Regions from separate parts of the Bos taurus genome. Here region 1 is linked to region 2. The links are chromatin contacts, called in public Hi-C maps. All regions are on one chromosome and are shown on one strand. Each heading gives the region's core, a stretch centred on a gene start, on an enhancer-like site or on the middle of the called end of the contact. The rest is flanking DNA. Distances are from core to core; before and after follow the strand shown. Region 1 overlaps SMAD7 (SMAD family member 7). Region 2 overlaps CTIF (cap binding complex dependent translation initiation factor).

Evidence for each region. Hi-C and Micro-C count contacts between places; a contact is called where the count stands out from the background.
Region 1: a Hi-C map of liver shows a contact between it and region 2, with 2.4 times the contacts expected there. The contact joins two enhancer-like sites. A contact is called at or near these places in 2 of 11 Hi-C or Micro-C datasets (liver and skin fibroblasts).

Annotation. Positions count from the first base shown.
Region 1 is chr24:48,611,443-48,616,555 of ARS-UCD2.0, forward strand. All of the region lies in intron 3 of SMAD7 (SMAD family member 7), which reads right to left. Among named protein-coding and RNA genes, the nearest start is that of SMAD7, 13 kb to the right of the region's middle. Within about 2 kb of position 1,344, at least 42 of the 102 cell types and tissues checked have an H3K27ac peak or open chromatin away from gene starts, as enhancers often do. A contact at or near this core is called in liver, where this site is marked.
Region 2 is chr24:48,459,851-48,464,893 of ARS-UCD2.0, forward strand. The region is part of intron 9 of CTIF (cap binding complex dependent translation initiation factor); the gene reads left to right. Among named protein-coding and RNA genes, the nearest start is that of SMAD7, 170 kb to the right of the region's middle. Within about 2 kb of position 2,946, at least 46 of the 102 cell types and tissues checked have an H3K27ac peak or open chromatin away from gene starts, as enhancers often do. A contact at or near this core is called in liver, where this site is marked.

The DNA.
Region 1 (5,113 bases), core at 94-2,593, 150 kb after region 2:
ACTTAGAAACCCAGAGATGAGTAAAATGACAACTGTTTTCACACCCGGCACAACCCCACCTTCTCCACTAAGGGGCTGCACAAGCCCTCTTTCTGGGGGAAGCTACTGGGTGTCTGAGGGCCACGATACCCCCGTGCCCCAGGGCAAAGCACAGCTCCCGGGCACAGCTGCACCAGGGGAACTGTTGTCTGCCACCTCTTTTCACCAGAACCCCAGCACTAGACACTCAGGAAGCTAAGGCAGGGACTCCCTGAGCAAAAGGAGGCTCAGAGCTTGTAAATAAAGACAGCCCCAGCCTTCCAGGTGTCAGGCACCGTGGTCAAGGGGACCCCACGCTGGGGTGAAAAGGCTATGGGCATCAGTAGATTTCTACCTACCCCCCTGCCCCCCAAAATATGTTTGTTTGTGTGTGTGTGTGTGTGTGTGTGTGTTGTTTTTTTTTGCAAGTTAAAACTGAGCTAATGACACAGGGTGGGGCTCAGCATGGAAGAAGACTGTGTAGCCAAACCAAAATTCGCTTCCAGCCAAGAGCTGCTCAGCTTCACCACTTGGGGAAGGAAGCTGAAAAAGTCATGAAAGATTCTTTAGTAAACCGGGAAATAAGGCTGCCGTTAACATTTCAACTGAAGGTGACCCTTCTGGTTAAAAAAAAAATTTTTTTTTAATAATAAAAATAACATAAAGTTCTCAAACAGCCTCTTTCTTAAATGAAAATGGCCTAAAAGTTCTTCGGAGAGTGGAAGGAAAAGAAGGGGCTAGGAAAGAAACAAACCAAAACAGAACCCGGCTGGCCTCCTCGCAGCCACTACCTTTCATGAACCACTTTTTTCTGGAGTTCTTCTCATAAAAGGAATGATGCAATTTCCTGTCTTGTCCCAATATTTCCTGTTCACTTCCAAGGTGAAAGTTATCACCCTGGTTTAAACAACTGCCCTAAACTCCATAGAAAGTTCCTATTTCCGTGCAGTGCCCCATGCCAGTCACAAAGAACTCCTCATCTTAGAAGATAAACCACAATCACTGTCTACACCTCTAACTGAGTCAGCTTTAAGAAAAAGCCTCGTTTTTCTCTATGGCAGCTGCTGAATCTACAGTCCCAGCTGCCCCAGAAAGTGGGCTAGAGGTGCAGATCCCCACGGGGAGAAGCACCCCGCCGTGAGCCAATGTGTTTAGGTAGAGCGGCCGCCACCAAGGGAATGTTGCTTTCTTGGTGTGTTAGCCACTAAATTGAGAACTGTGCCTCAGCAGTTAATAATATCTTCCCGCTGAAAATAGCCCAGAGAGGAAGCCTGTCTGTGACAGTAGGCACACAGCCAGACTGGGCTAGCCATTCAGTACTGAGCGAGAGAGATGGCTGGGCCAGTGGTGACCTCCCAGTGGTCACACTGTACAGTATCCTTTCACAGGGCTCCTGCAAAGGCAGGGCTCCCACGAGTCACTAGCCTGCTCTGCAGCCCTACAGCCTCAGCAAAGACCTCACATGGACCAGAGGCTCGGGCAGCAGGACCAGAGGAGGGGTCCAGACTGCCCAGCGGGAGCCAGGAGGACCCCAGGCTTTGGGAGATAGCCCCTGCAGGGCTGCTTACTAGACCCTGGGCTGCCCAGAGGAAAACAGCGTCCGGGGCAGAGGGAAGAAGGGGACCTATTCCCCTGCTGAAAGGTCAGCCATGGAAAATGAGCCACAGGGAACCTTCCTGTCTCTCCTTTCTGCCACCAGCATGGAAAAGGAAAGGCTGAAAAATCACAGAGACAGGCCCTTGATCAATCCCTCCCACTCCCTGCACCCCACTCCCCCACCCTGTGAGACCTCAGAGATGCTTTGGAAATAAGTGTCTGCCTCCAATAGCTCCCAGTGTTTTATCCTTCAGAGCCGGTGTTTCTTAGGCACTATCTAAATACCTGCATGTATTTAAAAGCTACCGCAGGTCACTATTTTTTAAGATTGTGGCAAGATACACATCACATAACATTTACCATTAACGACACTGACAGCACCTGCAGAGCTGAGCAACATCATTACCACGTTCCAGAACACCTTCATCATCCTGAAAGGAAACCCTGTCTCAGGGTCACTTTTATAATGTCCTTCACTACAGCAAAGCCAACAGGAGGAAGGGGCAGAGTTAATACATCTTGTCAAATTTCTTGCGGTTGTTTAGTTGCTACATCAGGACCGACTCTTTGTGACCCCATGGACTGTAGCCTGCCAGACTCCTCTGTCCGTGGGATTTTCCAGGCAAGAATACTAGAGTGGTTGCCATTTCCTTCTCCACGGGTTCTTCCCGACCCAGTGATTGAGCCTACATCTCCTGCATCGGCAGGCAGATCCTGTACCGCTGAGCCACCAGAGAAACCCCCTGCTGCTGCTGCTGCTGCTAAGTCGCTTCAGTTGTGTCCGACTCTGTGCGACCCCATAGACGGCAGCCCACCAGGCTCCCCCGTCCCTGGGATTCTCCAGGCAAGAACACTGGAGTGGGTTGCCATTTCCTTCTCCAGGGGTTCTTCCCGACCCAGCGATTGAGCCTACGTCTCCTGCATTGGCAGGCAGATCCTGTACCGCTGAGCCACCAGGGAAACCCCTACAACCGAGCAAATGTCTTAGCTGAGAAGAGGCTCAACAAGCAAGACACTTGAATTCTTCACCATAGGAGCACAGACAGAATCTGTGCACAGCCACCAAGAGAAGCTACCAGAGATACTCCCCATGGGAACAGAGATCCTTTTACCCCCTACATCAGAGGCTCCCCAACTTGTCTGCACCTTGAAATCACCCGGCAGGCCTCAAAAAACACTTGATGCTGGGATCGTGCCAGCAGACCATGAGGTGAAAGACCCCAGGGGTCCTAACGTGCAGGCAGGTCTGGAGACCCCCGCCTGTGCTTTTTTTTTTTCTCCCACTGGCTTCAGACACCGGCTGTGAAGGGAGCGTTAATTCGAGCACTGTATGCAGGAGCAGCGTCGTGGGACAGTAACAGCAGCAAGGAAGTAGCCCAGGGAGCCCAACTGGATCGTGACTCTTTTGACATTTCTTCAGGTCCAGAGGCCAACAGCTGGGCTCTGCTAAGGCAAAGCCTACCTGGGGAGGGGGAGTTAGTGTCCCAGACTGTGGCAAGAGACACACCAAAACCTGACCCTCACCTGACCCCCTCCCCCTCCACAGCTGGCCAGGTTCTGTCTCGGTGACAGGATGCATGAGGCAGCAGCCCATCTAGTCTGGCCGGCAGGGCAGCCCCAATTTGCTCCAGAGCCTTTAAATGCTGTCACCCTGCATTTAACTCCTGCCTGACTGCCTCATTCTTTTCAGGACAAAGGGAGTTTAACAGTGAGCCCTTCTCCAGGGTTGAGTGCATGACCTCAAGGCTTGCAGAAGAGGCCAAGAGTCTAAGCTGCTGTCTGTGACTGGTCTTCAGTGGGTGTGCACCAGGTGAGCTGGCCTGGGCCTGAGTCATCAGGTTGGCACTAGGGGATGTGTGGGTCCCCAGAGATCCAGACTGTCACTCTTCACAGTGGCGTGAAGGAAAGGGAGTGGGTAGATAAGGGGCTTGCTCACGGTCACATGGGCTGCTCCGTCTGACAACCCCAAAGCCCGCGCTCTTGGCCACTTAGATGAACTCAACCCACCCCCACCCCACTCCCCATGGCAGATACCAGAGAAACCACAAGTTGCCTGTTACCAGGCACAGGAAGGGGACATTAAAACACACACACACATAGGCACCCAGGCCAAATCCCCAGTTTGCCATCACTGTTCCCAACCAGACAACAAACGCAGCTGAATAACGTTCCTTAAAAACAGGATGGAACGCTCTTGCCTAAGCTCCTTGGGTTTGGGCCCAAGTTGACGGTGGACGGAGCCAGGACCACGGTTTCATATCATGCAGGTGTTCTTGAAGACTCTCCTCTGAGGCTCTCAGAGACACCAGCAGGCATCAAAGAAGAGGAAAGAACCGTTCCTGGAATGGATGCTGGCCTAAGGGCACTCCCATCACCCAGAACTAGAAGTGATACATGGATCTGAAGACCTTGGCAAAGAAGCAGGCCTCCCCTGGGCTGGTAGAACCGTGTCTCCAACGAGCATGGTTTTGCACAGGCAAGAGAGGGCTGGCTCAGCCCCCTCCACCAGACACATCCATACTAGGTCTCCACTGCCTCCCACCACCCTCCAAGTCAAGGTTGCTCAGTCGTGTCCGACTCTTTGCAACCCCATGGACTGTACAGTCCATGGAATTCTCCAGGCCAGAATACTGGAGTGGGTAGCCTTTCCCTTCTCCAGGGGATCTTCCCAACCCAGGGATCGAACCCAGGTCTCCCACACTGCAGGTGGATTCTTTACCAGCTGAGCCACAAGGGAAGCCCAGAATACTGGAGTGGGTAGCCTAACCCTTCTATAGCGGATCTTCCCGACCCAGGAATCAAACCAGGAGTTTTCTGCATTGCAGGCAGATTCTTTACCAACTGAGCTATCAGGGAAGCCCTCCTCGAAAGTGGCACCGTTTTTGAAGTTCTGCTTGCTTGCTAAGTTGTTTCAGTCGTGTCCGACTCTCTGTGACCCCATGGGCTGTAGCCTGCCAGGCTTCTCTGTCCATGGGATTCTCCAAGCAAGAATACTGGAGTGGGTTGCCACTTCCTCTTCCAAGGATCAAACCAGCATCTCTTATGCCTCTTGCATTGGCAGGTGGGTTCTTTTACCACAAGTGCCACCTGGGAAGCCCCATTTTGAAATTTAAATGACAATGAACGACGCTGGCCTCTAATCCCTGCCCTTCACCAGGGAGGCCCAACCAGCTTCAGACATCAATATATGAAGGTTCTGCAGCTGAACAACCCCAACTCACAAGTGAGGCGGTACTCCTTCAACACCCCCACCTCCCCCGCCCCAAATCAGGACAGCAGACAAGCTGAATGAAAGCTCCCCCACCGCCCCCAAACTGCAGATGGAGGCTGCAAAGATGACAGTTTCAAACGCATGCTTTCAATTACCAGTGATACAGAGAAAGCTCTGCAAGTAAATCTTTTCCATTTCCACCACCAAGCTGAACCCAGAAGCTTCCCATCGATGTCAGACCTCTCCAAGGTGGGGACGCCTGGCCCAGGATGCATGCCAACAACAGGA
Region 2 (5,043 bases), core at 1,696-4,195:
CCAAAAACATCAATTCTTCGGCGCTCAGCTTTCTTTATAGTCCAACTCTCACATCCAGAGATTTAAGTTAAACCATTTAAGATTTAACCATTTAAGTCACAATGGGATGGTGCCTCTGCTGCAAAGCTACCTTCCAGCAATTTCCAGGCCCAGTGGGCCCCCATCCCTGAGACAAGAAACCTCTGGAAGCTCCCTTCCAGGTCTCTGAGACAGGCCAGCATAGTGTCCAAAGGTTGCTGCCAGGTGTCTTGTCTGAGAGCCCTGTTTCCTCCTCGGTCTCAGCCAGGCAGTCACCCTCCAGGCATTAATTGTGCACTGTCTGTGTGCAGACACCGTGAGCCCTATGTACCCACCAGGATACTCTTGCGAGTTGGGCATTATTAGTTCCGTTCTACGCATGGGTAAAGGAAGGGCCGGAAAGCTTAGGAAACACGCGCCTGACGTCACACAGCCCGTGACAGGAGCGTCGCTGGACCCCAGTCACCAGGCGTCCTGTACCCCCCGCAGAGCGCCCTGCAGCCTGTGGGCCCCTGGGCGGCGCTGGACCCCAGTCACCTGGCGTCCTGTACCCTCCGCAGAGCGCCCTGCAGCCTGTGGGCCCCTGGGAGGCGCTGGACCCCAGTCACCTGGCGTCCTGTACCCTCCACAGAGCGCCCTGCAGCCTGTGGGCCTCTGGGCGGCGCTGGACCCCAGTCACCTGGCGTCCTGTACCCTCCGCAGAGCGCCCTGCTGCCTGTGGGCCCCTGGGGGCCAGACGGGTGTTGTATCGGTGTGGCTGGGGCGGCCAGGTGGCAGGTCTGGAGCAGAAAGCAGGTGGCGGGGGGGAAGCGAGATGAGAGAATGCCCTTTAGATGACCTGATCAGAACCTCCTTCCCCGAAGGCTGATCAAGGGGCTGGGTAATCCCCCCATAGTCGTCTGATGGCTGAAAGAATCTGGAGACAGTTTCCAGGCCAGAGCTCAGTGGGCGCCCCGGGCCTGCTGTCCCCTGCCTGTCGCAGGGGTGTCGGGGGTAAAGAGGTGTCCCTGTCCACCAGGCTGTCCCCAGCCAGCCTCCGCTTCTCCTCTGTGGCCGTCCCACCCCTGGTTTCTAGCCCATCACCCTCACCATTCATGAAAAAAGTCAAAAAAGAGAACTCCATTTGATCTGATTTGCTCCACTTTGCGGCCCCAGGGGCTGGAGGCTGCAGCCCAGGGTCATAGTGGATCCTGATGAGTGGGCACCGCTGGTGTCCTGGGCACCTGGGTCCCTGGGGAGCACGTGTCTGTGTGCAGCCCTGCAGTCAAGGGTAGCTTGAGTTTCCCATGACAGGCTGCAGCCACGAGAGCCCAAGGAAGTAGATCGTGTCTCAGATGAGGCTTCGTGCTTCCATCACCTTTCTAGACCAGAGGGAGGGGTGGCCACACTTTTAATGGGTCCCTTCCTCACTGCACCCCACCCCCAGCCTGAGAGGAAGACACTTCAGGCTGGCACAGTGAGAAGGCAGAAGGCAGAGTGCGTGCCTACATGGGGCCTTGTTTCTAAAGCTCTAGATTATTAAGAAGTGAGGACCCTGGGGTGTGAGCCGAGGCGCCAGGTTGCTCAATCCCAAAGGAGCCCTTCTAAGGTTTCCCCAGCACCCAGCCCAGAGTGTCACCCCGGAGAAGGAGCCACACTGAAAAAACCTTCTTCACCGCTACCGCCATGCCTGACCTCTTTTTTCCTTTTTTTTAAACTCCCCCTATACAGCTTGATTTACGGTGACCCCTATACATTTCAGCAGCTGCAGCTTCATTTCAGAATCAGGTTAAGTAGCCCAGGGTTCAAAACCTAAAAGGTCGGAAGGCGGTGGGCTACGGGAAGGCGAGCAACACTTAATACAGCTCATTCCCACATGGGCTTCTGCGGCCTGGGGTTCGTGAGCATCCTTTCCCTGCAGATGTGGTCCGGCCCGTACAGACACCGCAGCTCCTCTGCCTGATAAAGGGAAGTTCAAAAACACGACAGGTTGGCACCTGGCACCAGCTCCCCTGTGCTTCCTCTCCCACCAGCCCCAACAGAAGAGGCAGCCTTCTTGAGAGCTGGTGGGAACGAGAGCTCTCAGGGCAAGCATCTGTAGGGCCTTCCCAGGTGGTGCAGGTGGTAAAGGACCCGCCTGCCAGTGCAGGAGATGCCAGAGACGCGGGTTCGATCCCTGGGTCGGAAAGATCCCCTGGAGGAGGGCATCGCAACCCACTCCACTATTCTTGCCTGAAGAATCCCACGGACGAAGGAGCCTGGCAAGCTGTAGAGCCCCCTCTGTTCCTAGAGGACAGAGGGCTGAGGTGGGGCTTCTGTCCCTCCCCTCTGTCCCACCCGCCCCCACCCGCCCCCATCCCACCCTTTCTGGCTGGCACAGCTCTCACGTCCTTGGACCAGACAGCCAATGTTTGTGAAGCCCCCCAGCCCTACCCTCGAGGAGCTTCTGGCTTTGTGAGCCCCTATTCTTGTTCTCAGGTTCCCAAATGACCCCGAAGTCTTCGCTTGCAGCAATTTTCTTCACTGGACTCTGTGTTTTTCCCCCTCCCGTCTGCTCTACCCTCCCAGCGCCTCCTGGCTCTGGCCCCAGCGCCAGCCCCTGTCTGTCCCTGCAAACACAAGTCAGCTGTGTGTGCAGACAAAAGCCGTGCGTCGCAGTGGGGGCCGGGCCCGCAGAAGGGACATTTCCAGGGAACTCTGGGGGCGGCGGCTGGGAGGGCAGAGGCAGTCTGATAGCAGGGACTCGGCGTCACCGTCTAGGGGACTTGGCCGGGCCCCAGGGGCCCGCGGCTGTGGGTGGTGACTGGGAGAGGCGGCCAGGCTGGAAGAAATCTGCTGTGTGAGAAGTGTAGGAAACGGGCTGGAGGGGACAGATAACAGCCCGTTCTCTGTGTGTCTGTGTGCGTCTGCGTCTGCCGGCCAGGGTGGCTGGAGCCAGGCGGTCTGAGGCCGTATCTAGTGAGATTTCTGTCCTGGGTTGTGAAAGTGACCTATGGAGCCAGCAGCAGGGTTCAGGGCCTGGGAGACAAGACATGTGGCCCTGCCCTCCCCTCCCCCTTGTCCTGTGTTCCTGTCGATGTTCCTCTGTCCCCTCTTGCCAAAGAGCGCTGGAGGGGGTGCAGCAAGAGGGAACATTCTTGCAGTGCGAATGGTTTAAGGCCTGGGTTTCGGTCTTGATTGTATCAGTACTTTGACATATGAACTTGGATACCTCCCCTCATATTTCTGGCTCTCGATCTTGTTGGCTGTAAAATGGGGATTATTTTTATATCTGCCCCGCACGTTGCTCCGGGTGGTCGGAAAGCTCTTACGAAATAAGGACGTGAAGACAGTTTGTAAACTGTAAAGGGATCAGACTGGTTTTTGAATGCTGGAGCTGCTGAGCAAAGGCTGGGCTGGAGAAAACTGGTGGGGAGGGGCAGGGGGGAGGGCGCTTGGTGGTCCGTGGCCCCCCGCCAAGGATGGGCCCTGCGGGAATGGGCCCCAGGGCAGGCTGGGAGGCAGTGGAGGCTCTCAGCGAGTGCCGGTGCCAGTCACAGATTTGCCAAGATAGAACGTGGTCTGGGTTGGGCACCCACTTCTCCCAGGAGAAGGCAGGGCTGTGCGAAGCCCTCACCCCATCAGGGGCACAGGGCGTTCGCCTAGCCTGGAGGATAAAGTCAAACAGGTTGTAGAGGGGCGAGGGCTAACTTTGCGTGTCTTTCCTAACATATGCTGACCCCGCAGAAGCCGGGTCGCTGTGTCCCCTCACCCCCTCCCCATCCTGACCTGGAGATCAGCCGTCCCCGGTGTGGAAAGTGAGAGAAGGAGCTGGCAGGGAGGGCCGTCAGGACTGCTAGGCTGAGGGAAGCTGAGCTATTTAAAGCGTGCAGCGAGCACCCGAGGGGCGTGAGCGCCACCCACCCCCACGGCCCTCTCAGCATTCAGCTCTCCCCTTCCTTGGCTGGATCCCAAGCCCGCAGGGCACCCAGAGGCTGCAGGTCAGATGCCAGGGGCTCCGGGGCTGGCAGGGGAGGCCGGCTCCCCCTCACCCCAGGGCTTGGGTTCCCTCCTGGGGCCTCCTGGCTGAGTTGGCGGGGCCACACAGACTTCTTGGCTCCCTGTGCCTTATAAACGGGGCTGGGGACGCGTGGGGAGCTTAGAGGAGGAATGCCCGGCGCCTGGGGCCCAGGGCAGCTGCTGCCTGCCCGCCCGCACCCCCGCCCCTGCCAGCCATTGGCCACCCCGCTACCTGATTTGGGGAACCAGAGCCAGCTGGGGCAGCGTTGGAAAGTGGGGAACTTTGCTGAGTACATCCTGCTCCCTGGCTTGGGCCCGCCTTCCCAGCGCACCCCACATTACAAAGGGTTTTCTGCTTTCTGCCCGGTTGACCTTCTCCTGTCCTGTGTCCTCACCCCTTAGTGACTGATGCACTCGCTGCCCTGGCTTTCCTTTCCTGGGTCTGAAAGGCCACTCAGCACCTCAGCCTGGAATACAGACTGGCAGGGGGCCCGTTAGACACAAGGACCACGCAGGCCCCTGCATGCGCACCAGCCGGGAGAGCCTTTGCTGAGGGGTTCCCCGGTGCCGAGCCTCAAACCGAAGCTGGTCTACACTGCAAGCTGCATGGGCAAGCTTTACATAGGATGTGATTTGAGCGGTTGCCAGCTGCCCTGTCCGGAAAGGACTGGCCACTATTCTCAGACTGCATCCTTCCTACTATCTTGGCATTAAATTGCCCTTTCTTTCACGAAATGATGGATGAAAACTTTTTTAGAAAACATCCGTAGCAAAACAAAATGTTGGCCACCCTCAGATTTCACAGGTCCAAGAAATCCGGGAGCCCAGGCCCAGAGCCCTGGTTGATATCCAGGACTGCACAGTTCACATCAGGTACCCGGCAGTCCCGGGCCTGTGGAGCCTAAGCCTGCAGGCCCGCTGGGGGCAGGGGGGTCGGGGGAGAAATTGACGAGTGAGAGGGGTACAGCATGGGGAGCAAGGCCAGGGAACTCCCAAACCTAGGAGTCTCAGCCCGACACTAACTTGGGGCTTCACAGCTGGGGTGTC